Linked DNA regions of Rattus norvegicus: region 2 is linked to region 1. A link is a contact called in public Hi-C data. All regions are on one chromosome and are shown on one strand. Each heading gives the region's core, a stretch centred on a gene start, on an enhancer-like site or on the middle of the called end of the contact. The rest is flanking DNA. Distances are from core to core; before and after follow the strand shown. Region 1 overlaps Slc7a8 (solute carrier family 7 member 8). Region 2 holds the start of Slc7a8 (solute carrier family 7 member 8).

The links. A called contact is a pair of places that touch in the nucleus more often than the background predicts.
Region 2: a contact with region 1 is called in a Hi-C map of psoas muscle, with 2.6 times the contacts expected there. The contact joins the promoter of Slc7a8 here to the enhancer-like site in region 1. A contact is called at or near these places in 3 of 12 Hi-C or Micro-C datasets (hepatocytes, prefrontal cortex and psoas muscle).

Annotation. Positions count from the first base shown.
Region 1 is chr15:32,172,702-32,176,874 of GRCr8, forward strand. All of the region lies in intron 3 of Slc7a8 (solute carrier family 7 member 8), which reads right to left. It overlaps LOC134482118 (a long non-coding RNA gene), which reads left to right. Exons shown (of 2, transcript XR_010058137.1): 1 at 1-4,173. Among named protein-coding and RNA genes, the nearest start is that of Cebpe, 33 kb to the left of the region's middle. Within about 2 kb of position 1,705, at least 5 of the 93 cell types and tissues checked have an H3K27ac peak or open chromatin away from gene starts, as enhancers often do.
Region 2 is chr15:32,210,987-32,215,159 of GRCr8, forward strand. Slc7a8 (solute carrier family 7 member 8) reads right to left here and starts at 1,729. Exons shown (of 11, transcript NM_053442.1): 1 at 976-1,729. The coding sequence starts at 1,129.

The DNA.
Region 1 (4,173 bases), core at 455-2,954:
TCTTACGAAGTACTTGAGAACAAGGGGGTAACATTTTGCCTGGTTGCCCTTTTCCTGAAATAGTGATCGGGATACTCTCTAGTGCTCAAAAGGTACACACAGTGTAAAAGCACCGACTACCTCTGCTTTTTCTGCCTCCCATGGGCTCTGACTCCACTTGAATGGCTAAGGTACAGCACCACCTTATCCTTTTTTTTTTTTTCTTTTCTTTTCTTTTCTTTTTTTCGGAGCTGGGGACCGAACCCAGGGTCTTGCGCTTGCTAGGCAAGCGCTCTACCACTGAGCTAAATCCCCAACCCCCCACCACCTTATCCTTAAATGGACTCCTGTTTCCCAATCTCACTGGACCCTGAGGCCACGTCACTGGGGCAGGAAGGTCCTGCGTTACCAGCTATGTGTGATCTCTTCCCTGCTTTGCTTTGCACTGGCAAACTCTTCCCACCTTTCCAGACCCCCCTGTCCCACAAAGCTTTGTCATTTTATGGGTTCCCAGCAACTTGCCTTCAAGGGAAGCGATATCGGTCACATTTTATAGACCAGGTACAAAGTTTGTCCTTCCTAGGTGGAACAGTCTCAGGCCATTTTGCTTACATCTCATTGTGATACGTGTTCATATTCAAGTTACCTGAGGCAGGTGGACTGGTCTGAGTTCAAGGCTATCCTAGAGTATATATCAAGTACTGGGTTAGCCAGGGCTGCTCATTAAAATTCAGTCTTTAAATACATACACACACACATACATACATACATACATACATACATACATACATACACACACACACATACATACATACATACATACATACATACTTATATATATATATATTTTTTTTTTTTTGGTTCTTTTTTTCGGAGCTGGGGACCGAACCCAGGGCCTTGCGCTTCCTAGGTAAGCGCTCTACCACTGAGCTAAATCCCCAGCCCCCATACTTATATATTTATATTAACGTTTTCCTCTTCTTTTTTTCCCGGAGCTGAGGACCAAACTCTCAGGGCCTCACACTTGCTAGCAAGCGCTCTACCACTAAGCTAAATCCCCAACCCCTGTTTTCCGTTTTCCTCTTCCTCCTCTTCCTCCTCTTCCTCCTCTTCCTCCTCCTCCTCTTCCTCTTCCTCTTCCTCTTCCTCCTCCTCCTCCTCCTCCTCCTCCTCCTCCTCCTCCTCTTCCTCCTCCTCCTTCTATCTTTTTCATGCCTTTAGCTCCCATGCATCTCATTGGTGCCCACAAACAGCAGAAGCACAACAAATATTTAATAAGGGAAGAAAATGCTGTAATCCATTAGTTCTGCAGTTTCCGTCTACATTCCACAGTGGACGCCACTCTCCACTGTTCCCTTAGAATTTCACTAACTGTGGAGACAATCCCTAGCTGTTTTCACAGAGTGGAAAGTGTAATGGGAAGTTTGGCTTCTGAGAGTAGAGACTCCTGATTCCCCACGCAAGAGTGATTAGTCAACCCAGTATCACAGCAGAAGAATCAAAACATGTTGCTGGACGAAGGATTTTGAAAGTGCCTGAGCAGGGAGAACATTTTGTAAATACTAGAATGTTCCAGATGGACAGAGATCTTGATAAACACACATTTGGTTATCTTACTCAACTCAGTAAGGACTTCAGGATCACATGCCTGGTGATAACCCAGCCCAAGTCACTAAACAACTTGGCCGTGACCTTGTCTTCTCCCCAGGGCCCTGAAACACGCTGGGTACAGGGCCAGGTGTCCTATACCCAGAAACCCAGGCGGAATCATCAGCGATGACTAAAGGGTGAAGGAGACTGGATTATAAAAAGACCTGAAAACAGAACCCACATGGCAAACCCACGTGACTCAGGGATGAGTAAGGATTGGGAAGCAAGGGCTTGGGTCTTGACCCCCCACCCCCAACCCTACCCTCACAAACAAAACCATCTCCACCGAGGGGAGGTGAGGCCAGGGTAGAGAGATGACAAGAAAGTACTTGAGGAAAACAAAGGCAGAGCGGGACAAACCCACAAGAGGGGAGAACCTGGCTCTTTCCCTGTGTGCTGGACTAGAAAACATCAAATCCTCTTTACAAAACTCAGGGTGACTGAGGTGACCAAAGGATAGGCGTTCCTTTACCTCCAAACGTCAGGAGATCTCAGACCTTGACTAATATTTAGCCTTTCATTGTCAGAGGGATCTTTCAGGAGTGAGACAAATGGTGAGAGGGAGCAAGGGCTGAGCAGATGGCCTGTGCCCCCGGTCTCAGCAGAACAGTGCTATAGGCCCAAGTGTTACCCTTCACCCTTCGGCTGGGCCTTCACAGCAGGTGACTGGGAGGAGAGAGGGTACTTTGAGTCTCCTAGTATAGCAGAACAGCTTCCAACACAGCGGCTGAAACCTGAGCCTCCAAGCAGAGAGGAAAGGTCAGAGAGTGAAGGCAATACTTGCTAGGTGTTTGCCAAGGCCTTCTGTGTGCAGGAAGCCTGCTGCTGCCCATCCAACACCCAGCACCCCTTTCTGTGGCCAATGACTATGTTCTCTCTCTGTCTCTCTGCACAGCTAGACCCTGACTTCTGCATACCTGCAGTCTAGTGACTTAGGAAGGCCACATGAATAAGGGACCGCTGGCACTATAGCTTGAAACATTAAGGTTTCTATTTACCCATCACCCATCTACACAGGCTCTACTGGGGCCAGGCCCTCTGGTATAAGAGTGAGTTGAGAGACAACTGGAAGCTAGGCATAGTGGTATGTTCCTGTAATTTGAGCACTCAGGAGGCTGAAGCTAGGGGGCAGACATGACTTCGAGGTCACCCTTGGCTGCTTAATGAATTCCAGGCTAGCCTGAGCTACAGAGACCTTGTTTTAACTCCCCCTTCAATACTCCTTCTCCAAACCCCAAACAAACAAAAATGGTGAACACAAAATGATGTGTTGAAAGCAGAAGTAGCATGGGTGTCAGTCCATGCTGGGCCAGCCCAGCCCCGGGAATCTTGTGGAAGAGATGTAATGTAAGTTTTATAGCTTTGGTCTAGCTAGAAAAAGTCATGGAAAACTCTAGTTCTTTTCCATAGTAATCTATCCCTAGTGGTCACTGGTTTTTAGAGCTCTGTGGAATTCCAGACTTATCTGATTCTCTTGGGCATCTCTCTCTCTCTCTCTCTCTCTCTCTCTCTCTCTCTCTCTCTCTCCCTTTCTTCCTTTATTTCTTTCCTCTTTTTTGTTTTGTTTCCTCAGTTAAGAATTAGAAAAAGAAAAATATGAAAAGACCACAAAGGGGCTGGAGAGATGGCTCAGTGGTTAGAGCACTGACTGCTCTTCCTGAGGTCCTGAGTTCAAATCCCAGCAACCACATGGTGGCTCACAACCATCTGAAGTGAGGTCTGATGCCCTCTTCTGGTGTGTCTGAAGACATTGACAGTGTACGCACATACATGAAATAAATAAATCTTTTTTTTTTTTTTTTGGTTCTTTTTTTCGGAGCTGGGGACCGAACCCAGGGCCTTGCGCTTCCTAGGCAAGCGCTCTACCACTGAGCTAAATCCCCAACCCCATAAATCTTTAAAAAAAGAGAAGAAAAGAAAAGACCACCAAGAAGATCTGCTGAGTTGGGGAGTCTTGAGTGGCCAGATTAGGCCACTTATCAAGGTCCTGTTTGAGAGAAGGAGAGTGTGAGAGAGAATAGTGTGTGTGAGAGAGGAGATACAGCTCAGCAGAAGAGTGCTTGACTAGCATTCATGAGGTCCTAGGTTCAATTCCCAGTGCTGGTAAGAAAAATAAACCCAAACTAGAAAGCAACCATGGCCAGCAAGATGGCTTGGGGGATAAAGGTGCTTGCAGACTTGATGACCTGGCTTCCATCCCTAGGACCCACATAGTAGAAGCGGGAATCAATTGCTCGAAGTTATCCCCGGAGCTCCTTCATATGTAACCTTGCATATGTCCCCTTCCCTGATAAAAACACGTACACGCACATGCATGCACTCGCACATACATAGATGTTAGGGGTTTTCAATGTCTAGGTGTGGAAAGATTCAGTGTTCTTGACTCCACCTGGCAATCTGCATGCCCATTATGCAGGGGGCTTGGAAATTCTTGTTCCCCAAAGAGAACATGTGCTCAGTCTCACCTCAAACTTTGACCCATACGTGAAGGTAGAGGTCTCCCCTGCACTTCCTTTGCACTGAAGAGGCATCACCAGGCTCTTC
Region 2 (4,173 bases), core at 479-2,978, 38 kb after region 1:
AGCAGACCAAAGCCCCCTTTTTGAGGGAAGGTAGTGAGGAGCCACTGCCCAGCGCCCACCTGCAGGGCTTCTTTACAAAGACAAGAGTGTCCTCTGTAGACGAGAGAGTTGTCTCTGGAAGCCTGAGCCCTACACAAGTGCTCTTGGGAAGCAAGACCTATACTGGCACTCTCTGGATCACCCAGCTCCTCTCCTAGAGAGCTTCCAGGACAGAGCACACATTTCACCCATGAATTCCTCCTGTACTCCACAATCCACTCACTCCGGGTTCCCTCTACAAACCTCACAGGGTCTTCTGTGTGTGTTAAAACACACCCCCACACACAGGCAACCAGAGAAACTGAAAACTCCGTGTAGAGAACATAGTCGAGTCAGCTGGTTCTCCCTTCCATATTTTCCTCATCCCAGACAGTAAGAACAGCCTGGCTGTCACATCTATTTCACAAATGCTACATAGGATGGACCAGCCTATAAAGAACCATCATTACGAAGTGTTTTTACTACTGCTGTTTTGCTCTTTGTGGTATTACCACAATGCTTCATAACATAAGGCAACAAAATATGCTTCAAAAGCAGGTTCGCAGCCTGCAGAGGGTGGCTGCATAGAAGCTAGTTAAAAATCCATGTGTCAGCCTGAATTAGGATCTCCCGGATCAGAACTGCATAGTGACAACCCGGAAAGAATTTGTTACACTTCTAATAAATTCCCAGGGAATACTTGGTACGCAGAGCCAGCATGGTTCCTGACTCCTGTTTGTTCTATTCTAAGGAGAGAGCGGCTCAGCCTGGCTTGGTTGAAGCGATGTCTGACAGACATCACTTCCAGAGCTCTGACTTGGCCGGTGCAGGTGGACAACACAAGTCAGAGACAAAGCAAAGCTGCTTTAGGGGCTTTGGTGGGGTTAAAGTCCCGCGGAGGACCCCTGGGGAGGGGGTGGTGTGGTGCCGGGGGCCCCGCAAAGGACCTGGACTCACCTACAATGATACCACAGGCGCTGACCAATCCGATCTCTTTCTTCAGGGCTACTCCGCCCCCTCCCGAGCTAGCCTCGGCCTCAGGGCTGGTGTCAGATCCGCGGTCCGGGTGGTTCTTCGCGGTGTTGTTTCGCTGTCGGGTTCCCTTTTCCATCTTTCTCCGTAGGGTTCCGACCACCAAAAGCTAAAAAGAGCAGTCTCTTTCTAAACGCTCGTGCGTATAAATGCAGAGATACGCGGAAAAACAAGTTTCCAATTAGAACGCCCTTTTCAGAAACGGAGAGCGAGCGCTCCTAGGCTCTAAAAGTGACAGCAAACGAGAGTCACACGTGTCACTGCTAACAAACAAGGGCCGTGCTTTTTAAATGGAAGGCAAAGAACATATATATCTAAATACAAAAATAGAACTGTACCAGCGACTCCAGCTGGAATTCTCCGGAAAGCGTTTATCTTCAGAAGCCCAGGATGGCTCTGCTCGGTGTACCGGGCGGCGGCTTGCTCTGGTCAGAATTTCCCTGCAGCCCTCCTAACGAAACAGATCGCCTCCACCTTCCCTTAAGTCTCTTTTACCACGAGGGTAAAAGTAGTTCTCGTTAGCCGAGAGGGCGGAGGAGGAGCGGTGCTCAGGTACTTTCTTCTCGCTCGCCGGCTCGCGATCAGGTTTCCACCTGCTGCGGTCGCCCCTTCTCGCCCTTGTCCGCTCCGAGCTCCGTGCTCACGCCGCAGATCGTTCCATCTGTGAGGGCAGGGTGGCTGCTGCGCTCGCGAATGTGCTTCCCTTTCGGCTGCGGCGTTTATTTGCGGACCGAGGCTCCGCCCCCACCTCCTCCGTTCCTCGCCATCCTCAGCCGCATCTCCTCCCTCCCCTTCTATTTAATTATTAGTACCCTCTACCCCCAAAGATCACGGAGAAAAGGCCTTAAAACATTTCTTTCTTTCTTTCTTGTTTTCTTAGTGGAAACAAGGGAAGGGTCGGCCGCAGGGGGAAGACACAAGCCAAGGCTGCATCTCAGGTCGCACAGCATTTGTGTGCTCTGTAAGGGCACACAGTTCTGCAGGCTTTTGATGCCTTCAGAAATACACTGACCAGTGTACTAAAATGTTTAGGTGTGGATCATTTGAGGACAAGGTCGAGAAAGCTGCCGGGATATCGTCATCAAGCTGTTTCCTGAAGTAGGAGAAGGTTTTGGTAGGGGACAATGTGGAAGGACTTTTTAGTTAGGCTGAAGAGTTTCTCTTAGGGACTGACAAGAAAGTTAAATAAAATTATTAAGAATATGGGGTAGTTGCAACATTCGTCTGAAGCAGAGTAAGGAGGATTCTGACCTGACCCATGACCCCTAATATTTTATCACAAAATCTTTGAACTTCGGGACTGTGAGCCCTTCACTGATCAGGAAGCAGATTTGTTGATGCTAAGAATGGTAACTGTTAAGTTTATTGGCATTGCACGCCCACTTCCCTGAAGAACTTGATTCAAGACTGTTGCTTCACCTCATGAACCGTGTCTACTTCTAACTGTAAAGTACTTTGGGGAAAAAAAAAAAAACAAACCATGAAACAATATTATATACCATGCTGAAAAACTAGGTTTTTTTTTCACATACTGTACAAAGTGATTTGATTTAAAAATAAGTCTAAAAAATAAAATTCCAAAGGGCCTAGTGGCACACATCTTTCATCTGAGCACTTGGGATGCAGAGGCAGGCAGAGCTCTCTGAGTTTAAGGCTAGCCTGGGCTACAAAGTGAGATTCTGTCTAAATGAGACAAACGCAATTCCTGACCACTAACTACACAAAATCGGTTTCGCTTTTTTTGGAAAATGCTCTAAACCCGTTAGATCTTTCAAGAAAATAATACGTTGGACCCCTTTGGAAGTGGGGTTGGCTAAGCTATCTGGAACAGCTCTCCCAGAGAGGGTAAAGTCCAGCCAACAGTCTCCCTTCCCCGTCTGCCCCTTGATCACCCTACTCAGCAAGTATGGAGAGGTTTCAAAGGTTGAGATCTCACCCCTTCTCCTTCTGTTGGTTTAAGATATAGCAGATTGAAGGCCTCAGCAAAAAGAAGAAAGTGGGGGGAGCGTGTAAATCATTTTCAACAATGACCAGACAAGGTTGGAGTATATAGCACAAAACTCCATGGGAGAAAGTGAGGGATGAGTCGGGGAAGCATGGAGAAGTGTGAGCTTCTCCTCCCAAGCTTAGGGAACACAAGGGGAAACTTGATGGATTCATTCATTATTAAGCAACCCAATGTGAAGACTTCTGCTCAGATCGCAACATCAAGGGAGTAAAACGGCTCTGCTCCTCACATGTGAGTTCTTTCAGTGATATTTTGTAGTTTCCGTTTGAACGGTGCAGGTTGATATGAATGTTCGATGGATTTGAGATCTCTCCAGAAAGGAGTGACGCGGAGCAATGTGGAAGTGCCGGCCCCACTCCCGATCTGCGAAGTTGGAAAATAAAGAAAATTACAAGTTTTATAAATCTTGAACCAAACAGATTTGGGGGGTACAGTGTGGCACCAAAGGGGAAAGGGGGGCTTGTTAAAATCTGTATTTCCCTCTCTTTAGTACCTGGAGATTATGAGGCGCTTGCAGCTGTTTGTTGATGGTGAAATAGAAAATCTAGAAAAGGGATCTCCCGCCTTCAAAGGGACCTTTAATTCTTATTATGTCTCTAGGCTGGTGACGTTTTCGTGGCACAAATGCTGTGTGTGTCAAAGATCCATACAACTAGTATTGAACAGGAGAAAGAAAGAAGTCTCGATGTAATATGTTGAGAAAAAATTGTGAAAAATTGTCATTTCTTACATTTTGGTTACTGCCCTGGCCCACATTTCCCTTAAACTCTACCTTCTCTTTTTGCATTTAAGCACTGCTTTACAGTCTTTCTGAAAAACATCTCCTTTCTCCTCCCCATCAATTTTGAGCCAGGGTCTAGCCCGGAACTCACTATATAGATAAGGCTGGCCTTGAACTAACTCACAGTGATTTGCCCACCTCTACCTCCCAAGTGCTGGGATTCAAGGTGTGCAGCCCCAAGTCTGGCTAACAAAGCCAATTTTTGTTTTGTTTTAGACAGGGTCTCGCTAAATAACCCTGGCTGGCCTGGGCCTGGTTATGTAGACCAAGTTGGCATGGTGCTCACAGAGCTCTGCTCGGATTGAAGGAATGTGCCACCAAGCCCAGATAAGCT